Regions from separate parts of the Zea mays genome. Here region 2 is linked to region 1. Evidence: chromatin contacts called from public Hi-C data. All regions are on one chromosome and are shown on one strand. The core of a region is the stretch at or near the end of the contact, and the rest is flanking DNA. Distances in the headings are between cores, read along the strand shown. Region 1 holds the start of LOC109939912 (a long non-coding RNA gene). Region 2 has its middle 30 kb from the start of LOC109939473.

Region 1 (6,677 bases), core at 2,075-4,574:
GCTGACGTTGTCTTCAAGTCACTCGGTGTTACCTCAAAAACGCCGACGACGTCTTCAAGTCACTCGGCGTTACCTCAAAAACCCCGACATCATCTACAAGTCACTCAGCAGCTACCTCTAAAAGCATCGATATGATGCCCGAGTTATTCGCTTACTATTCCAAGGGAATCAACTTCACGAAAAAAGCGGGAAGAGTAATGATTCAAGAACTTTGAGTTATGAATATCAACGAGCAATCATCACAGAGAAGCCAACATCATTTCTTCATTAAAGGGAAGATATCATACTTACAAATCAACTCATTATGAGTTGATACTTCCCTATTACTACTACTACATTACATTATACTACTACTACACTACACTATACTACTCTACACTACTAAATACTACTACATTATTCTAACTATACTATACTAACATCTAAGGACCAGTGGCATCTAGCCACTGGCCCTGTTGCTGCCGCCGCTGCTGCCGCCCCTGTTGCTGCCCCTGCTGCTGCCGTCGCCGCCGCTGCCGCCCCTGCTGCTGCCGCCATCGCCATCCTTGCTGCCGCTGCTGCCGCCCCTGCCGCTGCCGTCACCGTCACCGCCGCCACCGCCTTCGTCGTCGTCGTCGTCATCATCGTCCTCGCCGTCACCACCACCGTCCTCCTCGGACGAGTCCTCCTCATCCGAGGAGTACTCCGACTCATCCGAGCCCTCGAGCCCGGAGCGCTCGACGGCCCGGATGTACGTCCAGACCTCCGCCGCAAGCCCCTGGGAGTCGTCTGAGTCGTCAGACGACTCACGCAGGGGGATGGGAGCCGGAGACCCCTCAGACTCAGAGGAGAACTCCTCCTCTGAGTATTCCGAGTCACCAAAATCCTCCGATGGAGGAGTTGGCTCACGTTTGCGCTTGTTGTTCTTGCCCATGGTGGAAGCGAAAGGGAGAGAAGAAAAGCAAGCAACAGAGAACATCAAAAGATGTGAAAAAGCCGGAGAGACAACGACATTATTTATAGAAGGAGAAGGCAACTGCTCACCTCCAACCACGGTCACTGAACAGTCGCAAAGCATTCAATAAGCACTTCAACCCGTCTGAAGACACGTCAGGCGGCTGACGTCGTTTCACGCAGCACAACACCCATTGGGACTCCAGTCAACAGCGCGGATGATATGATTACACTCGCCGTCACATCACATTACTACTCAGAAGCAGCCGACTAAAACACTCAGCGTACCAAGCCGTCCCTTGCCCACACCCATTGGGGGGGGGACGCCCAGGAATTATCAGTATATTTCTCAAAACTGTCACATCCGTGCAGGGCATGCAATGAATACCTCAAGACAAAAATGAGATATCAGTAAGGATCGGAGGAACGCCAAATATAGCCGGTGAAGTACAAAATATGGCCAACGGAAGCGACGTGAAGACTAGACAGAGAGCGTCCATCAAATGTCCAATCAGTCACAGAGCAAATAAATTACACCACCCGGCAAGATATGGATGGATTGTGAACTCAGCTGCAAAAGACAAAATACATGCTGACCTCTGAAGCATAATATTGATGACATAATGCTGACCTCCAAAGCATAATGCGGATGGCATCATGCCGATTTTCACAGGCAGAAAGGATAATCATCAACAAAAAGACATCAAAGGAAGACCTTCGAATGGATTATCCTCAAAAATCCACTTGAAGGTCGGGGGCTACACCCATTGGGTGCACCTTCGGTGCACCCCATGGATCACTATTTCAGGCCAAGATAGTGCCAACTTCTAAGGGATAAGACAAGATTAAAGACAAGGCTGACCCTCAACCAAAGCACAAGAGTAAGATGAAAGTAATTTCTAATGAAGACCTTCGAGTAGATTATTTTCCAAAATCTACTCGAAGCTCGGGGGCTACACCCATTGGGTGCACCTCCGGTGCACCCAATGAAGTTCCGGGTACTACAAGATGAAATGCCAACCTCTAAGGCACAAGCACGAAACAAAGCTTCAGTTTACGAGTGATCAAAGCAGGAGGAGACAGTAAGAAATCGTTTTCCCCAAATTATCTGCAAACTGGACCTGGGATCTTTGGGCTGATTACCTCAAAATCAACCTAAAGATCGGGGGCTTTGTGGGTGACATATATCCCACGGGTCCACTAGAAGAGTAAAAGACCTCACGAAAGGCCCAAGGGCCCAATAAATCGTAAGGTCATTCTTTCGTGGGCCTGGGGAGGGACAATCAGCAAAGCAGATCGACATGAGGCCGGATTGGTACAAGCCCGGACGACCCACAACGTCGAGCGAGCGACCACAACAGAGATCCGACTTTCCCGTGCTGGAGCCCCCATGCAACGGAGCCATGCGATGATAGGTCGGCAGAACTACGGGGAGATAAACTCAAACAGTTCACTATCTTTTAGCTACACATTGTTATCGTATCCACGTGTATTGCCCCACGGTCGAGTATATAAGGCCTAGGGGGCACCCCTTCAGAACGATCGACCCTATCACTCAGCCATCCACCTCAACTCTCTGCATTCTCAATTCGGAGAGCTCCCTTGTAATCTCATTCACCAAGCATACTCACCAGGACGTAGGGTGTTACGCATCTCTAAGCGGCCCGAACCTGTAAACATTGTCCACTGTCCCCTCGTGCATCTGGCACGAACCATTTTGCTACAGTCGGCGACACCGTCCTACTCCTAAAACACCTTGAGGGGCAACCCCAGGTGTGCGGTCGGACCCAAAACACCGACATAACACAAATACGAATTATGATTGAATGTCATCTCTACTATATATATGTTTAAAATTCTGAGTTGGGGGCAATACTAACTACAAGGACACCAGTAAATATAGGAACCAATTCCTCTACAGTAACGTTTAGCCACTGATGTGCAGGGCCAGGTACCGGTCACGGCAACGTCCAACCCATAGTCACAAGAAACGGATACAGTGCTAGCAACCATCGACTTGGAAACGTCATCCCCAACCCGAAAACGCAGGGTCATTTTCGTAAACACCATGTAACAGTCTCTCACATGTAGCCATTCCTCGACCTCATTGATCCGGAAACTTCGTGACTACATGGTCGAGCCATGTTACTGCAGAGGATCTCGCCGGGTAAATATGCTTATGCACATGTGGTGAGCTAGATAGAAAAGGCCGATGCTGCTGCTTCACAATCAGAGTCAGCTCAGGAGCAAGCCATCATGATCGATTTCTCACGAACTGCTGCTACTATGGTCTTTTGCCCGGCCGTACGTCTGTACATGAGTACGTACATGTATGCAAGTCTTGCAACATAGAACTCTGTACATGCATGCATGCCTTGTACCACCGCTAGTATATAGGGGACATGCAAGGGCCCCACACAATCCAACCGTAGGATGCCTTCAAATATTCAGTCCTCGCTGAGTGCTGACTGCTTCGTTGACTGAAATCAAGATGTCTCTGTTTCTCTAAGGTTTCTGCAGCGCTAGTTTTTGGCATTTCTTTCATTTGAGAGAGAGAGAGAGAGAGAGAAATAAATGTAACTTCTCATTCCAGTGTCCTTCTATATTCAATAATTGGCCAAAGTATGTTGCGTAATTTCTCTATGCTTGTAATTTCTCTATGCGCTTCATGTAAATGTATAACTCGGTACGTAAAATATTAATTTGGAATAATCACATCATTACATAAAATTAAATTTAGAAATATAGGCGCTTATTGACGTATACGTTGTGATGCAGGTTTACTACTTACGGCAGCAGTAATTACCTCAGCTAGCTTGTCCCTACGAAAGTGATTAGACCGATAATAACCGCCGGATTAGCGGCCGGGGATCATCAGAGTCTCAATATGCGCATGATCTGATGGATTGGTTTTTTTGTTTGCTTTGCATGGACGCGAGCGGTGTGCGTGCATGTGAAACCATCCCAATCGCAACTACTAAGGCCTTGTTCGGTTATTCCCAATACACATGGATTGGATGGGATTGGAAAAAATTCTTAAGAAGTTTGACTTGTTTGGGATTCAAACCCATCCAATCCCACTCAATCCATATGGATTGAGAGCTAACCGAACAAGCCCTAATTTGGAGAACATTCTCTTGTCCTCCCCTGGTGCGGAAGTTCCCAAGAACTAGCGTCCACCCGTTACCTCCAAGCCAAGCCAACCATCCCATCTCTTTGCACGCACAGGCACACACACAGCACCGACGTCGTCCACCTCCTCGTCTCCAACCAAACCAAAAAGCAACCTAATAGGCCAAGATATATATATATATATATATATATATATATATAAAATTAGTTTACTTATTCGGTGACCGAAAGCCAGTTGCGTAGTTGCTATGTCAAGCCATATATATATATATATATATATATATATATATATATATATATATATATATATATATATATATATATATATATATATATATATATATATATATAATTCTTGTGCACAACAAGTCTTCACTTGCATGCCAAGCCTTGGGCGGCATGCACTGGTCAAAAAGATGCGCGCGCACTGATGAGCAGCACCTGCATTAAAAATAATGGCAGATTGACAGGGGGGCTTTGTTTTGCACTGGGGACACTAGCAGACTAGCTAGTGCCCAGATTAGTACAAGGCACTGCCATCTAGATCCCAATTAGTAATGGCCAATGTAACAGTTGGGTGGTGCAGGGAAAGGCCTAACGGTACAGGTCAGTGCTTCTGTAGATAGCATAAGAAACGAGGTAGAAATGACAAAACTTCTCCAGCTAGCTAGCTAACCCACAGGCAGGCACAGTAATGCAAACGCATACCACCAGACTGGATGCAGTTGCTTGCTGCATAAAACTGTAGTCGCAAGCAGGATCATGTGCCTCTCTGCCAGTTAACTACTGCTTGCTTTGCATGCACCCACCACCAGATGTACTGAAACAGTGTGCTACATCTGTACCTCTTCCTCGCTCCTCCGCATGTAACTCTAGCATCATGCATGACCACATCTATATGAAAGTATATATTGATATTATTCAGCATGAAAAACGAGTGTATTGGATTTGTCACGAAATATATTCCTACATTATATCTATTTAGAGCCAATATGGTTTACTATGACATATTCAAACTTAATATATATATAGTTTGACTTAGAGTCTGTTTGTTTAGAGTTATAATCTGTCTAAGTTATATAAACAAACATGTCCTTACACTCATCGTATCTAAGTCATAGTTTAGTACATGTTTAGATGTGAATAAAATTTTACGTTTGCCTTAAGCCTGTGATTTTGGTCTCTATGAGTGCCTAGATGGTGGGCCCGGTGTAACCTCAGTAAAAACTTAAAGCTGGCAGGTCCAAATAAACTTGTGGACCGTGTAGTAGTGACCTACCACATTTTTGAGCCAGCGACAGCGGCGCCGGGGAGGTGAGGAGGTCTGCTAGCTAGCCTGCCTGGCTTATAGTATTATTAGGTGCGAGTGTGCTGCTAGTGTGTGGCGGCATGATATGATCTTCTATTCTGTGATTGCCATGGAGATGGAGAGGTTGGGTTGGTAGTAATAAAAGAATCTGGGCTAGACTGGAGCACATCCAACTGCTCCAGACAAAATCCAATTCACAAGTGAAAACCTAGAAAAATCAAGAGGGCCGGGCCGGGGTGCCTTTTATCTTCTCTCCGCGCCTAGCTACCTTTGTCTCCCTCGCTCACTAGCTAGCTCGTAGGTTCTTGTTGCTGAATGCACAGTACAGTACAGATGACTGGAATGGTTGGGCTTCGCTTCTGCAACACTGGGACGACTGGGAATAAAATGGCGTGATTCCCTGCCAATTTCCCTCTCATGCATCCATTTATCTCTAGTCTCCATCAATCCATCCGTCCATCTGTCCAGGACCAATGTCCACAGTTCTGGTGCATGAGGGACCTAGAAGAATATCGCAGAGCCTACTCACATGAGGCTTTGCAGGGCGACTCCTCCTTCAGTTCAGCAGTAGTCCAAGAGAGGGGAATATACCATTCATGAGGTATTTGGTAGCACTATGCATACTTCATTTCTTTTGACATCGGTGGGTGATGAGGCATTTGGTAGCACTATACATACTTCATTACACTAACCATTTATATACTAATAGAAATAGTAATTTGTTGGAAAATGCTTTTTTTTTGCCAACCCCCCGGGCCTGCCTGTTACTTCCAAAATAAAAGCGAGGATATAACACTTCATGACTCATAAATGTGTAAAAAAAAGTATAAGGAATAGTGTGGCAACCCAATATTTTCGAGGGATTTCTATTTTTCTAAGGAAAATTAGATTATTTTCCTTGACAAAAAAAAAATAAAAATCTCATGACAAAATTGAGTTGCCAAATTAGCACTATATCTAAGATATTTCTTGCATGTGTCTTTATGATCTACAATAAATAAGTAAACAAAATACTCAGGTACATAGATAACCGTTGAGTCGTAGGAGGAGTAACTGGTAGTGACAACAAAAGGAGAGAGCAGGCACGCCGTCCCCTTCCCCCTCTATAAAATCCATCTTCTCCCCCTTTCTTCTACCTCACTCTTCCACTGTTCTCCCCTACCTTAGCCGCTCACAAGACTTTAGCAGCTCTTCCAGGCCGGCTCCTCTTCCTTCTCTTGGTGCGTGCTCATATCATGGCCAAGATTTGCTCATGCCTCTTTCCACTTCAAGCATGCATATGCGTCGTCTCTGCTGGCAGCCC
Region 2 (5,916 bases), core at 1,916-4,415, 69 kb before region 1:
AGCCCATCATCCATTCGTGCGCCGCGAGAAGGCCGAACAGCACGCCAAGCCGCCTGAGGCTGGTGGGAAGCAAGAAAAACGCTCGCCGCGCGGTGGTGGGGAACGGAACGGATGGTGTGGTGTGGATGTGGTGTGGTGTCGGTGTCAGTCAGGCCAGCTTCATAAGCTAGTTTAAAGCATGTTGTTTCGTGTTTTAATAGAAGAGATAAAAAGGTAAGCTTTTAACTATGATTAATCTTATATACACAGATTTCAAAATTGTATATATAAAGATATCATCTATTCATATTAAAGATAAAATTATTAGAGAAATTAAGTTAGAGGTAGTAAGGGCATGTTTGGTTTATCTTTTTACCAGCTTTTCTGAGAATCTTATTTTATCAGTTTTTCTGAGAATCTTGCACAAGTGCATGGGCGGGTCCAGGATTTCGATGATGGGTATTCAGAATTTTAGCGGGCATAATTTTTTTTGACATCCTAAATTTGTTATCCATAGGAAACGAATAATTATCTATCGGACATAGATATGGTATAATTTGTTATCTACGGGTATGAGTATGAATATAATAAGATATCTATTCGTAAATTTTTCGTAGGTATGGATATACAACAGTATACATACCCGTTACCCGATGTGTACCTGACATTGGTACAGATTTATACCTACGAACGTATATGGGTACGAGTATGGATTTAATTTTGTCCCGTAGTTATGGATTTGTAAACCAAATACTCGTGTCCTAACCGCGCGATTGTTAACCCTAGTTACACGGTAGGGAAATGAAAAAGGCAAGCGAAAAGCGAAGTTTGGGACAAATAGTTGTAAGCCCATAAAACAATGTTATTTTATGTTTTTACAATATTTTAATGTATAAAGATAATATGTGTATATATACATAAATTTTGTTGCCAGAAAATAATGGGTATTCAATTGAATACCCTTGCTTCTACGTGGGCCCGCCCCTGTTGCTGTGGGGAGAATCTGGATGTGAAGAAAATTTCAGTATTGTTGGAATCATGTACGGAGAAAGATGAAGGTGTACTTATGATTCAGAATCTAGAAAGCAATGAATTCCTAACGGTGCAATGATTCGACTGAATAAGTGTTTATATTAATTTTGGGTGACTTTATCATATCGATTTTTATAGAAGATGACTGAAAAGCTAAGTATTTGATAGTCTGTAGCAGCTTTTGCTAGCTAGAAGTTAAAAAAAAATCTAAAACAAACAGAGTCTAAGTATCTTCTACTATTGCAGCAGTGGCCGGTGGGCCTTGCTGGAAGCGGCGGCCGCAAAATCGGTCGGCAGGCACTCTCGTCCATGCTCCCGTTCCGTCGTGCTCTGCGTTAGTCGTGCACACCGACGGCGGCCGCCGGGCTCTGCGTTAGGTGGCCAGGCCAGCACAGCTCGGGTCAAAAGACAGCCGACGCGCGCGTGTGCGTGCATGCATGATGTAGCCGAGCGAGATCGTATCGTTGAGACGGCGACGTTGTCCGATCCGCCGTGCCTGGTCTGCTCGCTTGGGCTAAGCGCTATCAAGCGGCATTCCGTGTGTATTATGATTGTGATAATATGAAAAAAATGGGAATCATGTACCTAACGCTTAGAGTATTTCTGATTTACTTATGTTTGGATTTGTTTGTGTCCACGTTTGTGCTTACATTTATGATTGTGAGTGTACTTGGTATGCATGGAAAGTTCAAGCGTGTTAGTCCCGCAACGGGATAAGTTTTTAACTTGCATTAGATACATTAGTAAGTTTATATCAGATATACAGTAATGTTGGACATTAACTTACACCCATTATTGTAAGATATGTCACCAACGGTTATGGGATCTCATCTCTGTCTCTCAAGAATTGAGATGAAAGTAGACTAAACATAAGAAAGGAAGACGATTTTTTATTTCTAAGAATATTGATGATTACAACATAGATCTCCTTCTCTATCAAAATTTAAAAGTTTCATAAAAAAAATCCATGTACAAACAGACTACGATTAGGGTTTCTCTTTCTATTTTCCTTTTAGGATAGTGTTTGTATACTTTACAACAACACTTACTTTTTAGATGTGTTTTTTTTTAGTAAAGACGGTAACTCCCATATATAGACTTTGCAGCCTAAGCTACATATATACAGCGACGGACTTGAGATTTTAGTGGCCCGGTGCAAAATTTTAAATAAAGGTCTTTCTAATTGTTTTTTGATATATATAAATGTTAATAATAAAAACACTACGATAGATCTAAAAATCCATATTAAGCAACATGTAAATAAAAAGATACATACTATGGATGCATGACTTCTAAACAACATGACTCAAAAAAGAAGTAAAATGATAAATGTTTAAAATCTAAAATCTAATTTACAATCCATTATTCCAGTAGTTGTCTAGGGCCAAAATAATATCTACACCTCAGGAATCGACGCATGACGTCAGTGTCAATAAACTAGCAACAAATGGAGTTGTTGGGGGCCTCTATCGCTGAATGTCCTCGAAGTGTTGCATTATGTACTAAAACATGTTTCATGTGCTATCAAAAGTAGCAAAGCCAACCTTGTAACACCCCAAAATCATGTCTTGGTGATGAGAAAAGTTCTTCAAAGAATTTGGATTTTAAAGTATGTTTTAATAAGAATTTTATTACATTTGGAATCGTTTCCTTAAAAATAAAAAATGACAACAATATATTGTAGATTAAATCTTGAAAACTAGAATCTGAATTTGAAATTCATATAATAAATAACTATTAAGATTTTCAATTGTTTACATGAGTAAATTGTTTTGTTCATGGATTATGTATTAGTATTCATTGAAGGGAATAGAATAATTAATAAGTCAATGAAACTTTGCATTTATGCTGGAAGTTTTTTGTTTGTGCATTTGATTTTGAAACCTTAACTCTGATTTAGATTTGTAATTTGAATGGAAATAAGCTAGAAAATAGAAAAAGAATACAAAAAATAGAGAAAATGACAAACCTAATTTTAGCCCACAACCCGACCTGAGCCCAACTGTCCTCCCGGTCCATCCCCTATACGAGCTGCTTACCCATCTGCATCTGCCAGCCCATTTTCCACACCGGCCACCCCGCGCCTGTCACTAACATGGTGGGCCCGCTCCGCAGCCGGTCAGCCATCCCCCACTCGGCCAGTCTATCCCAAGCGCCTGCGTTCTCCCGAGCATGAGTCCCTGCCGGGTAGGGCCACATTGTCGAAGTCATCCCTATCACTATGAATGGATCCCTCTTCTCCCTGTGACAGAAAACGCCAAGTCTGTGGCAACAAACCCCTGCTGATTTACTCTGGTTGTTGCCCACCAAGCATCACCTGGCAAGGCATGTTTGGGCTATAAAGTAGTGTCACATCCCTGTATCCCATAAAAATTGCGTAGCCATAGAGCCATCCATCCAGCGGGGCACCAGAACCTGAACTTGGACTATTCATGCATGGATGCGACTAGCGCACGATGATATTTATCGACGGAGTTCATCTCCACCGCAAACACTGCCTGTATCGAGGACATCCATAAATGGTCTCCCGATCTCCGATAAGTCATTTGGACTTTGTTCTACTGGACCTCCGTTTTGTGTAGCCATGGTTTTTGGTTGAATTTTGGCACCGGACCAACATATAGCTGTGGGCGGCGATGGCGTCGGTCAAGGCGTGCCACTGGCCGACGACAGAAATGGCAGAGTGGGAGGTGAGAGGCGAAAGGGAAATAGGGTCAAATCTTTTCCTAAATGATTTTGGTTGTTGAATTAATTGCCCAACATAAATATTTGGACTAACTAGTTTGCTCTAGATTATAAGTTCTACAGGTGCCAAAGGTTCAACACAAACCAATAAAAGGGTCCAAGTTAGGGTTCAAAAAGAAAAGAGCAAAAGAAACCGAAGGCTGCCCTGGTCTGGCGCACCGGACAGTGTTCGGTGTACCAGGGTGGATCAACTCGAACTTCCCACCTTCGGGTTTCTGGAAAAGTCACTCCGCTATAATTCACCAGACTGTCTAGTGTGCCAGCGGAGCAACGGCTACAGCGTAATGGTCGACTCCAACGGAAACCTGAAAAGCGCTACAGTGCGCGGACAGTTCGCGCAGAGTCAGAGCAGGCGGCAGAAGGCGCACCAGACAGTAAACAGTGACTGTCCGGTGCACCACCGGACTGTCTGATGGCCCAGGCTGTTAGAGCTCCAACGGTCGAACCCTAACGGTTGGGTGACATGGCTAGCGCACCGGACTGTTCGGTGCACCCATCGACAGCAGCCCAACCCCAACGGTTGGTTTGGTGGTTGGGGCTATAAATACCCCCAACCACCACCAGTTCAAGGTATCCAAGTTTTCAGCCGTTGCATTCAATACAAGAGCTCTAGACTTCACTCCAAGACACAAAACAAAAGATCAAATCCTCTCCAAGTCCCAACCTCATTCCAAAGACTTAGTGGCTTGTGAGAGAGAGACACTTGTGTTCATTTGAGTTCTTGTCGCCTGGATCGCTTTTCTTCTTCCCATTCTTGTTCTCAACACCTTTATAATCAAAGCAAGAGACACCAAGTTGTATGGTCCTTGTGGGGTCTAAGTGACCCAATTGATTGAAGAGAAAAGCTCACTCGGTCTAGATGACCGTTTGAGAGAGGGAAAGGGTTGAAAGAGACCTGGTCTTTGTGACCACCTCAACGGGGAGTAGGTTTGTAAGAACCGAACCTCGGTAGAACAAATCACCGTGTCACACTCTTCATTTTCTTGTGATTTGTTTTCGCCCTCTCTTTCGGACTCGACTTTATTTGTAACACTAACCCGGCTTGTAGTTGTGCTTAGAGTTTATAAATTTCAGATTTGCCTATTCACCCCTTTTAGGCGACTTTCAAGAGGGGTGCCCTGACCATCGATCAACAACACAACAACGACCTAGATTAGATCATGATTGTATTAAATCAGGAGCATCCGATCTACTATGAGCGGTACTGATCAAACAATTGTGTACCGTTTCGCTGATCTGCTATGAGTCGTTGGATCTAGATCCAAGGGCCCTGAGTGACGCGCATATGAAGCAGCCGATCTATTTTACAAAGAAATTCTGATGCTATTGGAAATGAGCTCGCGGTCCACGGTGTCACAAAGAAGCATCATGGATAGGTCCTATTTATTACAGTTTAGCCCCTGTTCTCTTAAATAATATAACTTGAGATCCATACTAGTTTTTTATTTTCACAAATTTATTCCGAATATGATTTTGGTATAAAATTAAGTCAATAAACTTACAAAATTCATAACTTCTTCGTTATAACTCTCATTTAGCCGTTCAAATTGCGATAGTTTCGTAATAAAATTGCCTACGCAATAATAGCATTATTTGTATCATATCACATACTTTTATAATTAGATATTTGTTTAACCTATGTTTAGTAGATTTATCTTGCTAATCAAAGTTAATCTATCTATAATTATAAACGGACTAAAATATAATCTATAATCAAGTTATAACTTATATTAAAGTTGAATTAGTTATTTCTTTGTAATATTTTTCTCACCTGAATTACATTAATTAACATAGAATATATTTTTACTATTTAAGCACTTGAAACTGCAGAAAATCATATCTTTTCAACCATAAATTTGATTTTAGTGGTTCTCGAACATACAATCTCATAGTAACACGTAGAATATTATTATGTGTTTTATTTCCATCTTTGGTGTAATGTTATTTTTACCTATTATTTGTCTATCTATATGTATTGCTACGAATAGAAGCAAGGTCACGAGGAACTTGAAGCCCAACTTTTGGGGAAGCATCTAGACAATAGGTTACCATAAGTAAAAGGCAAGTTGTGTCCTTGATCATATTCTTTGACCTAATAATGTTCATGATAATCATTGTGGCATGCTTAGGTTAACTTGATGGGACCTAATAGGTTACCTA

The links. Hi-C and Micro-C count contacts between places; a contact is called where the count stands out from the background.
Region 2: a Hi-C map of tassel shows a contact between it and region 1, with 3 times the contacts expected there. The contact joins two enhancer-like sites. A contact is called at or near these places in 9 of 25 Hi-C or Micro-C datasets (bundle sheath, ear, endosperm and 3 more) and 1 of 3 datasets of contacts at active chromatin or transcription factors (seedling).

The regions. Positions count from the first base shown.
Region 1 is chr5:44,520,893-44,527,569 of Zm-B73-REFERENCE-NAM-5.0, reverse strand. It overlaps LOC109939912 (a long non-coding RNA gene), which reads left to right and starts at 6,514. Exons shown (of 1, transcript NR_157207.1): 1 at 6,514-6,677. Within about 2 kb of position 3,324, at least 5 of the 20 cell types and tissues checked have an H3K27ac peak or open chromatin away from gene starts, as enhancers often do. A contact at or near this core is called in ear, seedling and tassel, where this site is marked.
Region 2 is chr5:44,590,565-44,596,480 of Zm-B73-REFERENCE-NAM-5.0, reverse strand. No RefSeq gene overlaps it. Among protein-coding and RNA genes, the nearest start is that of LOC109939473, 30 kb to the left of the region's middle. Within about 2 kb of position 3,165, at least 18 of the 20 cell types and tissues checked have an H3K27ac peak or open chromatin away from gene starts, as enhancers often do. A contact at or near this core is called in ear, seedling and tassel, where this site is marked.